Linked DNA regions of Mus musculus: region 1 is linked to region 2. Evidence: chromatin contacts called from public HiChIP or PLAC-seq data. All regions are on one chromosome and are shown on one strand. The core of a region is the stretch at or near the end of the contact, and the rest is flanking DNA. Distances in the headings are between cores, read along the strand shown.

What was found. HiChIP or PLAC-seq counts read pairs in DNA pulled down with a chosen protein or histone mark.
Region 1: a contact with region 2 is called in an H3K27ac HiChIP or PLAC-seq map of heart atrium, with 5 times the contacts expected there. The contact joins two enhancer-like sites. A contact is called at or near these places in 5 of 484 Hi-C or Micro-C datasets (cerebral cortex, embryonic fibroblasts, forebrain and 1 more), 3 of 115 datasets of contacts at active chromatin or transcription factors (the NIH/3T3 cell line, cardiomyocytes and heart atrium) and 1 of 9 other capture datasets (embryonic stem cells).

What each region holds. Positions count from the first base shown.
Region 1 is chr10:84,055,794-84,062,587 of GRCm38.p6, forward strand. The region is part of intron 2 of Gm34184 (predicted gene, 34184); the gene reads right to left. Among named protein-coding and RNA genes, the nearest start is that of Gm34113, 25 kb to the right of the region's middle. Within about 2 kb of position 5,043, at least 103 of the 459 cell types and tissues checked have an H3K27ac peak or open chromatin away from gene starts, as enhancers often do. A contact at or near this core is called in forebrain and heart atrium, where this site is marked.
Region 2 is chr10:83,816,251-83,822,435 of GRCm38.p6, forward strand. No RefSeq gene overlaps it. Among named protein-coding and RNA genes, the nearest start is that of 1500009L16Rik, 96 kb to the left of the region's middle. Within about 2 kb of position 3,216, at least 18 of the 459 cell types and tissues checked have an H3K27ac peak or open chromatin away from gene starts, as enhancers often do. A contact at or near this core is called in forebrain and heart atrium, where this site is marked.

The DNA of each region.
Region 1 (6,794 bases), core at 3,793-6,292, 240 kb after region 2:
AGTAGCCTCACCAACAACGAACACAGTTTTCTGAGTCAGGCAGATGGGCTGAAGGGTGAGGTGGAGTGGGAAGTCTGTCAACACAATGTCCCTGGGTCTGGTTGCTTCCCTTCCCGCTCTATTTTTATTATTAGGTGATTCCGGGCCATTTCCTGTTATTATTACACTTATTGTTGTCAGAGGAAGCCAATTCATTTTCATATTAGCCAGAGCAAAGCATAATCAGGAAGAGAATCTGCTACCAGAAAGGAAACATGGAACACAGACTGCTGCTTGACATTCCAAAGCCCGAGCTCAAATAAACAACATGGAACAAGCAAGAGAGACCAAAGGGATGGCAGGCAGAGCACCTCCCCCACCATAAACACCGGCACCTCAGACAACACGCACACGCACACACACACACACACACACACACACACACACACACTATACATACCTCCGACATACACCACATCACACATCCACATATGCATATACACCATGTGTATAACTTCCCCACATCATACACACACACACATCGCATACATACAGACCATATGCACACTGTGTGTGCATTATGTGCACACACAACACGCACCACGCACACAGCATACACGTACACCACAAAAACACAACACACACATGCCACACACATGCATACATACCATCATTCACCCAAAGAAACTGTCTACACAGTGGCTGAGCTTCCTGCCAGGGCCATAAAAACGCTGAGTCACCCCCAAGGAAAAATAGTCTGAGAACTACGTGATTAACCAAGACTTGTGCTCTGTACTTTTGTTTTGGAAGGAAAAGCAAAGAGGAAAGGGGAAGGTAGCCTGAGCATCTTCTCATTCACAGGGCACCTGGAGCAGGCTCCGCCCACCTCCTTGCCTGAGGTCTCTCAGGCCTCTAGGCTGCTCTGCACATTCTGCCCTTTGACACAAAGCCAGCAACTTGGAAGGTTCATTCATGGATTTAAAGTTTCTTCCAGTCTTCCCTCCTCCCTAATGAAGCAGTTTCCTTCAAAGGTTCACGATGCCCACTGTCCACTCCAGGCAGAAGAGCAGGCATTTTCTGCTGTGCCCGGCAATGGGGTTGGGGGTGAGGGGCAGGTGTGTATAGCGAAGGGAAAAGAAGGGTGTTCCGACAGGTGGATGACGGCAACTCTGCGCGCAGGCCACGCTATCTTTCCAGAGTCCATTTCAGGCACCCACAGTCATTGGTGGCATGTGGTCCTGGCATCACTGCTCCTTCCAGGGCCAAGTCAGGCAGCCAGGCTAAGAAATCATACATTCAAAATGTCTAAGAGGCAGGGTTTAAATATAGATATGCCACAATCCTAATGTGCTTCATTTAACTGTTTCAACCTTTAGTGTTCTTAGTTGAAAATTAGAGATTAACCCTGTTTTTACCTTTGCTGGCCCTACAGTTTATTCTTTAAATTGTAGCCAGGAAGATTATACCAATTAGGATTCCACTTAACCACCAGAAACAGAGATAACTGCCTAGAGAGAGCCTTAATGGGCTGGGATGGCTCTACTCCCAAGGACTCTGGTCCAAACTTCTTACCATCCCATACAGGGGGGTGGGGGTGGGGGATGACCCTTGTTTTCATAATGAACTAGAACAGGTAAAGATCCAGACATCATGTCTGCATTCCAGGTTGAAGAGGAAGGGCAAAAACAAAGAAGAAAAATATCAAAAGCTGCAGTGAACTTTTTGGAGCACATACCGTTGGCTAAACTTAGTTTCATGACTTATGCCATGTGTCCAGCCGAAAGTGTGGGGTTTCTATTATAAGGAAGAGGAAAGAAATGGATGTGAGGGAATAGCACACTCTCTCTGCCAGATCAACCCTTCAAAATATAAGGCAATTCTAATCTACGTTGCTTAAAACTGTGTTATTTCTCCCATGCAGAATAAAAGCCAAGGCCATTGGAGCATCCTCCAAGACACCGAGGGTCTGGTTTCTTCTCCCCCTCTGTACTGGCTAATTTTGTATCAACTTGACAAAGCTGGAGTTATCACAGAGAAAGGAGCTTCAGTTGAGGAAATGCCTCCATGAGATCCAGCTGTAAGGCATTTTCTCAATTAGTGATCAAGGGGGAAAGGCCCCTTGTGGGTGGGATCTTCTCTGGGCTGGTAATCTTAGTTCTACAAGAGAGCAGGCTGAGCAAGCCAGGGGAAGCAAGCCAGTAAAGAACATCCCTCCATGGCCTCTGCATCAGCTCCTGCTTTCTGACCTGCTTGAGTTCCAGTCCTGACTTCCTTTGGTGATGAACAGCAGTATGGAAGTGTAAGCCGAATAAATCCTTTCCTCCCCAACTTGTTTCTTGGTCATGATGTTTGTGCAGGAATAGAAACCCTGACTAAGACACCCTCTAACCTCATTTCTTTAAAAAAAAAAAAAAAAAAAAAAAAACTTTATTGGATATTGTCTTTACTTACATTTCAAATGTTATCCCCTTTCCCTGTTTTCCCCCCAGAAATCCCCTATCCCATTCCCCCTCCTCCTTCGGAGTCTATGAGGGTGTATCCCCACCCAACCACCCACTCCCACCTCCCTACCCTGGCATCCCCCTACACTGGAGCATTGAGTCTTCACAGAACTAAGGCCCTCTTTTCCCATTGATACCCAACAAGGCCATCCTCTGCTACATATACGGCTGGAGCCATGGGTCCCTCCATGTGTATTCTTTGGTTGGTGTTTAAGTTCCTGGAAGCTCCGGGGGATGTAGTTGGTTGATATTGCTGTTCTTCCTATTAGGTTGCAAACCCCTTCAGCTTCTTCAGTCCTTTCTCCAACTCCTCCATTGGGGACTCATGCTCAGTCACATGGTTGGCTGTGAGCATCTGCCTCTGTACCTGTCAGGCTCTGGCAGAGCCTCTCAGGAGACAGCCATATCAGGCTCCTGTCAGCATGAATTTCTTAGCATCCACAATCTGTCTGGGTTTGGTGACTATCTATGGGATGGATCCCCAAGTGGGTCAGTCTCTGGATAGCCCTTCCTTCAGTTTCTGCTTCACACTTTGTCTGCGTATTTCTTCCCTTGAGTATGTTGTTTCCCCTTCTAAGGAAGACTGAATCACCCACACTTTAGCCTTCCTTCTTAAGCTTCATGTGGTCTGTGAATTGTATTTTGGTTTCTGTGCTTTTGGGCTAATATCCACGTACCAGTGAGTGCATGCCATGTATGTTCTCTTGTGACTGGGTTACCTCACTCAGGAGTCTAGTTCCATACATTTGCCTAAGAATTTCATGAAGTCATTGTTTTTAATATCTGAATAGTACTCCATTGTGTAAATGTACCACATTTTCTGTATCCATTCCTCTACTGAGGGACATCTGGGTTCTTTCCAGCTTCTGGCTATTTTAAACAAGGCTGCTATGAACATAGTGGAGCATGTGTCCTTGTTATATGTTGGATCATCTTTTGGGTATATTCTAGGAGTGGTATAGCTGGGTTCTCAGGTAACACTGTGTCCAATTTTCTGAGGAACCACCAGACTGACTTCCAGAGTAGATGACCCAGCTTACAGTCCAACCAGCAATTTCTCACCTTCTTTTCTGGATTATTCTGAGTCTCTTGCCTTCCTCAGGCTATGCCTCCAGGTGTCTTAAACTCAGCCCTCAGCCCATTATAGCTAACGGGTGAACTACTACTTTAGCAGGGACAATCCTACAGAAACCGTGGTCACCTCCCTTGGGACCCTGCACCCCTTACCTAGATGCCCTTTTGTTGGCTGCTGTCATACCCTACTCTGCTGGGGATACTCTTGGTTAACATTTGCCTTTTACTATCAGGCATTCGATGACTTTTGGGACTTCATCTGCTGTCTCCTGTTTAAAGCTGTGGGACATTCAAACATTGTCAAAGACCTTGTGCATGCTCCTAGAGGTCAATGACAGGCTGAGTAAGTTCTAACTCTGTCTCTATTCCAACACAGGGGAGAGAAGGCACCAGATATCAAGGCTAAAAGGGCTTCATCCAGGGGAAGAGGTGACTGGGTTTGCTGAGCTTCTAATCAGTGCCCGTCTGTTAGAGGAAGACTAGAGCAAGTGCTGCCAGCCATGACTGCGGGGAACAGTGGGAAACAATTTTCAGTCACTTTCCCCCAAAGCTTCAGGACTATTTATTCTCAATTCTTTCTTCTCTGCCTTTAGTTTTGAACAAGTGTGGCTTGGGGGCACATATCCCTGAATCCATCACTTTGATGGTTTATTGCACATTAAGTAGCATAGAATTGAAGTCTGGGGCTAGGTCAGGCCCATTTTGGGTCCTCTTTTCTTCCTTTGTACCCTCACAGTGGGAGGGGGACCTGCCTAGCTGTGCTTGGCCAAGTTAAAATGAGGAGACCAGATGGTCAGAAAGAAAGGAATTTGGGTCCAGGTTCAGAAAAGGGAAAGCTCTGTGTGTGTGTGTGTGTGTGTGTGTGTGTGTGTTTATGTGTGTATGTGTATTTGTGTGTGTGTGTGTGTGCGTGTGCGCGTGTGCGTGTGCGTGTGCGTGTGTGTGTGTGTGTGTTGTAGGGTGAGGCAAGACTTCTGCATGGCTTTTGAGCAGAGATCAGACCATTCAGTCCTGAGGTGCATTTCTGAATGGCAGCAATCCCCTGCAGGGGTGTGCAGGGCGAGTGCATCCTTCTGTTTTAATCCCCCAGGACTTGGTGCCAAACCTCAAAATCATTTTTTTCTGTGCTGGGGTTTTAATTATATGTGGCTTTTAGTTTTGAGAACCAGAGCACACTGATTTATGTTAAACGACAAGGGGAAAAAAATCAGGGAGGTGAAGCAGTGGCTTTGGGCATTGGCTTTCAGCAGGAAATGTTAGGAAGAAAGAAAACAAGTTGTAAGGTCTGGGGAAGTAAGTTTCAATTGGAAGACAATTCTGGAGGAGACCCCCCACTCCCTCCACAAAAAGGCTGGGGCTACAGAATTTAGCCTGTTAGGCACGGAGTTGAAAGGAGCTGTCCCTGCCTCTTTGGCACTGTTGGAGAGTCAGCAGACAGGAAGGGGGCAGGAAGTCAGACAGCACTAGGTGGCAGGGATCCAGGCAGGAAGCAGGCTGGGTGTGAACAAGTGTCTTCATGGCAGGGACAGATGGGGACGGAGCCTTCAGAGCAAAGCTGACGAGAAATGAACAACTGGGACTCTTTTGTCTTCCTCTAAGCCTTGCCTCATGGCTGGGGCTGGTGGCGTTATCTCTATGCATGGCCTCTGTTCGTCGGACTCATGGTTTCAATGTGACCTCCCTGGCACAAGCACAAGACACTGCAGGGAGAAGCAGAGTGACAGCCAGCCAGGCTGGCTGGATGTTTTCAGATTTATTCTGACTCTCTCTAGCATGGCAGGGTCCCCCAGTCCCAATGGGGCACACATGTCACTGAGACAATACACATTGTCACATCAGCTGTCCTCAGCTGAGTTTGCTTACAGCTAGCTCTGTGCTGTAGGTGTGCAATGAGGTCTGCTTACCGCCACAAGCAGAAGAGGACGGGAGTCTGGGAGGCTGGATGACTGGTGGCTCAAATCCCTCAGCTAGTGATTTATAAAACTGACATTGCAGTGGGCAAAGCACTTTGGGACACACATGCAATGAATAGCGTTAAAATCCCCAGCTCTTACATAAACGTTGGGTGAGCATGGAAGCCTACCTATATCCCAATACTGGGGGGAGGTCAGGACAGAGAAATCTCAGGGACAAACTGCTAGATAGTCTAGCAGAATTGGTAGATAGGAGACCTTGCTTCAGTAAGTAGTGAGGAAAGATAGAGGGAGACAGTGATATTAATTTCTGAACTCCACACATATGCACTTATGCACATCCATACGCATGTGTCCACACACCCATGAACACATGTATATATCACACATACACAAGCAAAATGATGATGATGATGATGATGGCAACCACCAGCAACAAGACTGAGCCTGAAGCTTGTCTCTCTGTCCACATATTACCTTCGCAGCATGGTGTTTATGCAAGTTTGTTATCTTTCCTAAGTGAATGAGAACTTTGTTGATGCCCTTGGGGAGGGACTGGAGAACCATCGCTATAGGACCCTCCTTCTCCCTCGTATGTCTGAGCTAAAAAGGGGACAGGACAAATACATAGATTGTATCTCTATGTATATCCCCTCTAGTATGCTTACCTGAGTATTTAGACTCATGCGCACATCCTTGGAGTGTTGTTGGAGGCTTCTGGAAGCACATCTCTTTGGATTTTAAAAGACTTTAAAAACTGACTCATTGGCTTGGCTGTGGAAGCTATTCTGCATCAGAGAAACTACATACAGATTTGGGCCAAAGGATACATTTGGCTGGAGAGAAGGGATTTGGTATAAGATTTGAACAGTTGTTGTCAGCAGAGAAATTAAACAGCCTAGGGAAACCTCCTAACGATGATTTTTTTCTGCTTAGATAATATTACTTTTCAGGCGCCTTCTAGCTGGAATCTAGATCCAGAGAGCTGTCTGGAAAAATTTACCCCGACATCCTTTGGCTTCCTTAGCACCGTGCATGTTGGATTGTGAATAGCTGGGCTTTTGGAAGTTAGGAAAAGCCTCTGAATATGGATGACCCCATACAAATTAAGGATTCTGGGTAGTTAATCTTGGCATCAACTTGATAGAATTTAGAGTCGCCATGGAAACAAATCTCTGGGCCTAGGTATACTAGAGGTTTTCTAGATTAGGTTAATGCAAGTAAGGGGACTACCCTAAATGTGGGTGGTACCATACCGTGGGAGAAAGAAGCTGAATGCAAGCAGTCTTTGCTTTTTGACTGGACACAATGTGACCAAGCAGCCACC
Region 2 (6,185 bases), core at 1,966-4,465:
ACCCTGTATGATGACTAGGGCGGGGAGCTTACCAAATCGCTGGTGTTCGGTTGGAGAGAAGCCAGAAAGTGAGCCTGTGTAACAGACAACTTGTTGAAGGTGATGTTAAGGCCCGTGGGCATAACCCATGTGGCAGTGGGTTCCGTGCCGGCGTGGTGGCGGCAGAACTGCGAAGTCGTCTGGACCTACGTGGTGGGACTGCGAACACCGAGTCTGGCAGTACCAAGGTTAGAAATAAGCATCACAGTCCCGAACAACTCACACCATGCAGCAGGTCTCCCGTGGGAGGCGGCCTCCGGGAGAGCGTGGAAGGAGAGTGGTCTTTTATCTGGGCTGTGATGCATGCGCAAAGTGACGCTGTGGGTGGAGCATGGCGCATATGTGAAGGGACAGACACAGGAGCTACACTGTCGCCTAGAGTTGATGTGTCTTCTTGCTGGGTCCGGGAGTTGGCTGTAAAGATGCCTGATGGATGTGAAGCGGATTCCGGGTGTCCGCGGATGCGCCTGATGCTAACAATCATCCTTGACATGGCTTTGTGGGACACTTCCGTTGCAAGCATGGTTCCTCACTTGTCAGCTCAAAGCATTTTGTGCGAGCCTAACGCCAACCAGTTTATTTAACTCACAGTTTTGGGGATTTAGAATCACGTCACCAACATCTGCTCTGGGATTCTCTTTGATGGCTTAAGACATGGCAGAAAACAGCAAGGAAGGGATCCCTCATGCAGAGAGACCCTAAGAGTGTGAGGTTACTTTGCTGAATAGCTTAGTGTGAGCTTCATTAGTATTCTGGGGTTGAGAGGCCCACCTCATAAAAGTTCTATTACATCTTAGCATTTCCACTGGGGAACACGCCTCTAGCAGAGACAGACATTTTGTGGGACACAGACCCGCAGTGGAAGGGCTACAAAGGTAGCCTCCCTTTCAGCTATTCTGTGTACTTTTCTGACGGTCGCAGCCAGTCTCTCACCCCACTGAACTGAACGTACCTTGGTATGAGCCTGCCGTTTCTCTAAGGACAATCTGAGGTCCTGGGTCAGCAGCTAAGGCCATGGAAGGTATGGTTTTGCCAGTTCTGTGAGGCTCCAGACACCTGCTGTTTGGAGCCACCTGATTGGATGTTCTAGATCAGATTTCAGGGAAACCAAAAGGCCAGCAGGGGTTGTGGCTTTCCTGAAAATGCTGTCCAAGGAAGTCCCCCAGTTGCCTTAGAGAGTGGTCCTTCGTTCTGGCCTCTATGCTTGGTAAAACCAGGAAGTTAGAATTCACCAAGGACTTTTGCAAAATTGAGGACACAATCTCTTGTGATCTATGGCTGTTTGTTGCCTTTATTTTACTTTTTAGTACCCCATGAGGCTAAACATAGTCTCCTCTCTGGTTGGCCTTTGCGGGGAGAATGTATCTTCCAAATAGTTAATGAGCTAATGAGCTCAGCAAGGTTTTAAGGTTTAGTGGTGCACAGGATGACTGACGGATAGCGAACTTACCTCCACTTAAGCCTCCTTTCAGCCCTGTGAGAGAGCCAATTAGATGCTCTGAGTTCTGCCTCTCCAAACCCTTGGCCCTGGCCACAGTGTGAATCTGCAAGGGGTCTTTCTACTGTCCGTGTGGTGGTGCTGGGTTCCTCTTAGATACACAGGCACAGGAATTGTGCATCAGGGAATGGAATTTCAATGAGTCCCTGGAAGTCATTCAAGCCATTATCATTCATTTTTTTTGTCTGCAGTTTATTTATGCACCCTGTGTGCAAGGATCTCCTTAGTGTAGAGCTTGCTCCAGGAAGCACAAAGCCCAAGGAAAGGGGCAGGGATTACACTTGAATGTGTGTGTGCAGTGGGGGGTGTGTAGGCCTTTGCAGAGAGGTGTGAAAAATGTTCCATGAGGGCTTGGCGTGAGAAACTGCCTTCCCCAGACTCCCTATATTGGAGCATCAATGCCAGAGACTCGTCACCATCCCAGTGACCGGTCGTTGGTCCTAGTCATCTTGGTGGAAAAGGATGTTGTGTTGAGCTGCCCTGAGCTGAGACAAGAGAACCAGAAGCTCACGGGCTGGCCTGGCAGAAACAAGAGAGAGCCTGCCTTACCAAGGTAGGAAAGGGGAACAGACTCCTGAAAACTCTCCTCTGATCTTGATTCGTGCACAGTGGCAGATGTGCATGCACACACACTCTCTCACACACATACAAGTACGAAATAATGAGAGAGAGAAAGAATTATAGATTCTCCTTGTTAAACTCCGTGGGGGTCCTTTTAGAGAGATGCAAATCCAGTATCTTTGTTTTGTGCTGCTATAACAGACAACCAGAGGCTGGACAATTTATAAAGAGCAGGTCTCTTTGGCTCAGAACTCTGGGAAAGCCAAGCACACGGTGCTTGGACAAGGCAGAGGTTTCAGATGGCGTGAGGATGTGGGGGAGAGGGACAGAGACAGGAGCTTGGGGACAGGGATGACTTAGCTTTTGATCTGAACCTATTCCTGTGATTACCAATCCACTTCTCTGCTGGAGGTATTACTGTATTCCTGAGGGCCAGGTCCCCAGGCCCTAGTCACCTCATAAAAGTCTTCTCTCTACAGTGGCACTTACATTTCAATGGTAGGGTGTGTGTGTGTGTGTGTGTGTGTGTGTGTGTGTGTGTGTGTGTGTGTGATGCAGGGGACAACACTGAGTTTTGTTCTCCAAGCGGTTTGCATTTAAAGGAAAAAAATATCTTTGTGAGGCACAGTGTCTTCACTAGCTTGGAACAGGCTAGACTGGCTGACCAGTGAGCCCAAAGATACAGCCTGGTTTGTGGCATACCCTCAGATCACAGTGTGGACCTGACATTTGCCCAGGGAGAGAAGGAAGGCAGGAAGCTGCTAGGTAGCTTTGAGAGAGCAGGAGGAAATCCCAGGGGCTGGAGGGAGTTAGGTAGGGGAGGAAGGGAGGAGGGCAGGTTGCTTGCACATGAAGTGAAGGAGTCCTGAGGTCAGCGTGTGCTTTGATATGCTGATAGGCGCCACTGCAATCCATACATCTTGGAACCTACAAAACAAAACAAAACAAAACAAAACAAAACAAAACAAAACAAAACAAAACCTCCCTTTGGGTCTAGAAAGCTTGTGCCCAGTTGCTGGCTGAGTAGCCCCAGGAGGGCAAGGCTTAAGTTTAGGTGCTGCAGAGATTCTGAGGGTGTGGCAGCTGGTTGTCAGTCAACCACACCTTCCCACAAAGCTCTCCCAGGGATATCTCTGCATCTGCATTAACACCGCGGGGCTATTGTTGGAACTGTGGATGGACCCAGAGAGGGCCGCACAGCCAAAAATGAGTCAATTCGCTTCCCCTTCCCCAGTAATTTCGGTTAGCTGGCAGATTAAATATGGAGGATACCTGTCACAGGACAACAGTGTTGGTACGGGGGATTCTGGAGAGAGGTGGCCTGTTTCTGCCAAGACAAGTTACCTAACTTTGCTGGAAGTCAGATTTATCCTCTGAAAAAACAAAAAAGGAGGATACTAACAGTTTTTCACTTCGTGGGTTGTGGGAACGAGATGAGATAATCCATCACAATGGCTATTATGCTCAAAGTGGGCTGCAGGGGGCAGCATCCTCACAGAAATGTAAGGAAACCTGGCGTTCAAAAGTACCGCACAGTGATACAGAGAGGATCAGCAGCATCACCGATATAAAGAACCTTACCGGTGGGTGGGCGCAATTAAGCAATTTCAAGAGAAAGAGCAGAAAATTTCAATCAAAAGACCCATGCGCACTTTACAGTGAGCACGAGAAAACAAGGAAGGCTTCCCTCTAGGAGCGGGACTACCGCGCTGCTGCTTTGGACATGCCTTGGTGAATCCCCGAACACAGCACAGGTTGCAACTAGAGACCAAGTGTCCTGAGAGAAACTGAGAAGGGAAAAGCTTTGGGCTTGCAGGACATGTGGGGCCGGATGCCAGTACAGTCCCTCACTAGATAGAAGACTTTAAACCGCTTGGGTCATGTCAGAGTTGGATGCTGACAACCTTTTACTCAAAAGGTCAGAGCACAGGACCAGCCAGAGACAGGCGGCCATTACTCTTCATCTCATGCCAAATGTCCTAGTGCCCCTTTTGATTTGCCCTGCTTTCCTGAAGGACACTTCCCTAGGTTCTCTGGCTTTTCCCAGAACCTTTAAAGCACCCATCACTACTCTTGAGTATGATTGGGACTCTACCTCCTGGACCCCGTAGGCATATCATTAACCATCACTAAACAAAGTCCCTACAGTTTGCCACATACTATTTTGTTTTACGCTGTTTTCAACACAACCGTTGGAACCCCCAATCTTATTCTTTAGCCCCTTTCTGCTTCTCTCTGGATTTAAAGAATTTCTCACACCACAGATGAAAACAGACCTTCTTTGTCATGGTTAACTGGCAATGCCCTGCACAGATGTGCCAGCGTGAAAGAATTTTAGGGCTGATGGATGGGTGGACTCTGATATTTTTTGTTGTTGTTGTTGTTGTTGAGAAAACATGGTGGAAGTGCCCTCTGTGTAGCTTGCTGTCTGTGGCGGCAAATGGTTCACTAGCGTGGATATCCAACCGTTTCTGAGCTACAGAGGTGAGCATGTAGAATTTCGACAGATGCAACTTGTCCAAGTTCCTCCAGAGTCTGCGCCTACTTATCTTCCCTCCCCTCTTCAAAGTCTCAGGGGTTCCTGGTTGGCCCCTCTAACTTGCAGTGTAGCCGAGGATGACCTTGAATTCCTAATCCTCCTGCCTCCACCTCCCTGAGTGCTAGCATCACAGGTATGCTTAGTTTATTGGGTGCTGGGGGTGGAACCTTGGACTTGGTTCACACTAACTAGACAAGCACTCTGTTGACTGAGTGGCAGACAGCTCAGGGTCTGTGCCGGGGACGGAGGAACTAGAGAAGCATACAGTTTCCAACTCTATTCCTAAGTGTATGTGACTTTGGGCAAGTTCATAACCTCTGGTGACTCAGTTCTCCCAGCACCGATGAGATCACTCTCAGTTCACCTCTCCACGTTGCTGCTAGGCTGAATTCATATTTGTAGAACACTCAGAACAGGTGCTGGGCAGTCGCTGAGCACTAATCCGTTGTTATGTGTCATTGTCTGGGCCGGGATTTGGTGAGCTGAATGTGGGAGAGGCCACAAGATGCCTGGGATGCGAGAAGCCAGACGACAACTTTCATCAGTGGATGATGGCTTTGTTGAGATGAGATGAGTACTTGAACCGATACATATCCAAAGACTTCTTTATGTAGAAATATGATTGTTGTGAGAAGGATGCAAAATTTGTATAAAATTTAAAAAAAAGAACCTTCAAAAATAGAATTTATACCAGATGCACTGACACCCAACCTGCTATCTCAGCATTGACTCAGGCACTGAGGCAGGTGGACTGCTTTGAGTTTCAGCCAGTCTGGTTGTTCCACAAAGCAAGTTTGAAGGCAGCCCAGCCAGACTGCATAACAACATCTTGTGCCCCTACCCCAAGTTGAATGCCCTCCCTCCCTCTTTCCTTTCCTTTCCTTTCCTTTCCTTTCCTTTCCTTTCCTTTCCTTTCCTTTCCTTTCCTTTCCTTTCCTTTCCTTTCCTTTCCTTTCCTTTCCTTTCCCCTTCCCTCCTCCCTTCCCCTTTCCCCTTCCCCCTTCCTCCTTCCCTTCCCCTTCTTCCTTCCCTTCCCTTCCCTTCCCTTCCCTTCCCTTCCCCCTCTTTCTTTCTTCCTTCCTTCCTTCCTTTCTTTCTTTCTTTCTTTCTTTCTTTCTTTCTTTCTTTCTTTCTTTCTTTCTTTCTTTCTTTCTTTCTTTTTCTTTTCTCTCTCTCCTCCTCCTTCCCTCCCTCCCTGCACCCTCCTACCTTTTTCCTTCCTCTCCCTCCCTCTTTTTCTCTCTTTCCCTACACATTTCTTCCATCCTTCCCTCTCTCCCTCTTTTACTTCTTTCTTTTATATTTTTAGTACTGGGGAATGAACTCAAGAACTGTTAGAGAGTACCCAGGGAAGAGATGCTTCAACTCTCCCTCATCCCAGAGGCATGCACTGGCCTTGGATGTTTCTGTTGGGAAAAGGTGAATAATTATGATAATTTATGGTGGTTTCCCTTTGACAAAACAAAGAGGGTTTTGTGAGTCTGGCCCTCTAGAGTCTGGCACTATCAATTGTCCTTAGACACAGAGCACACATGATTCACACAGATA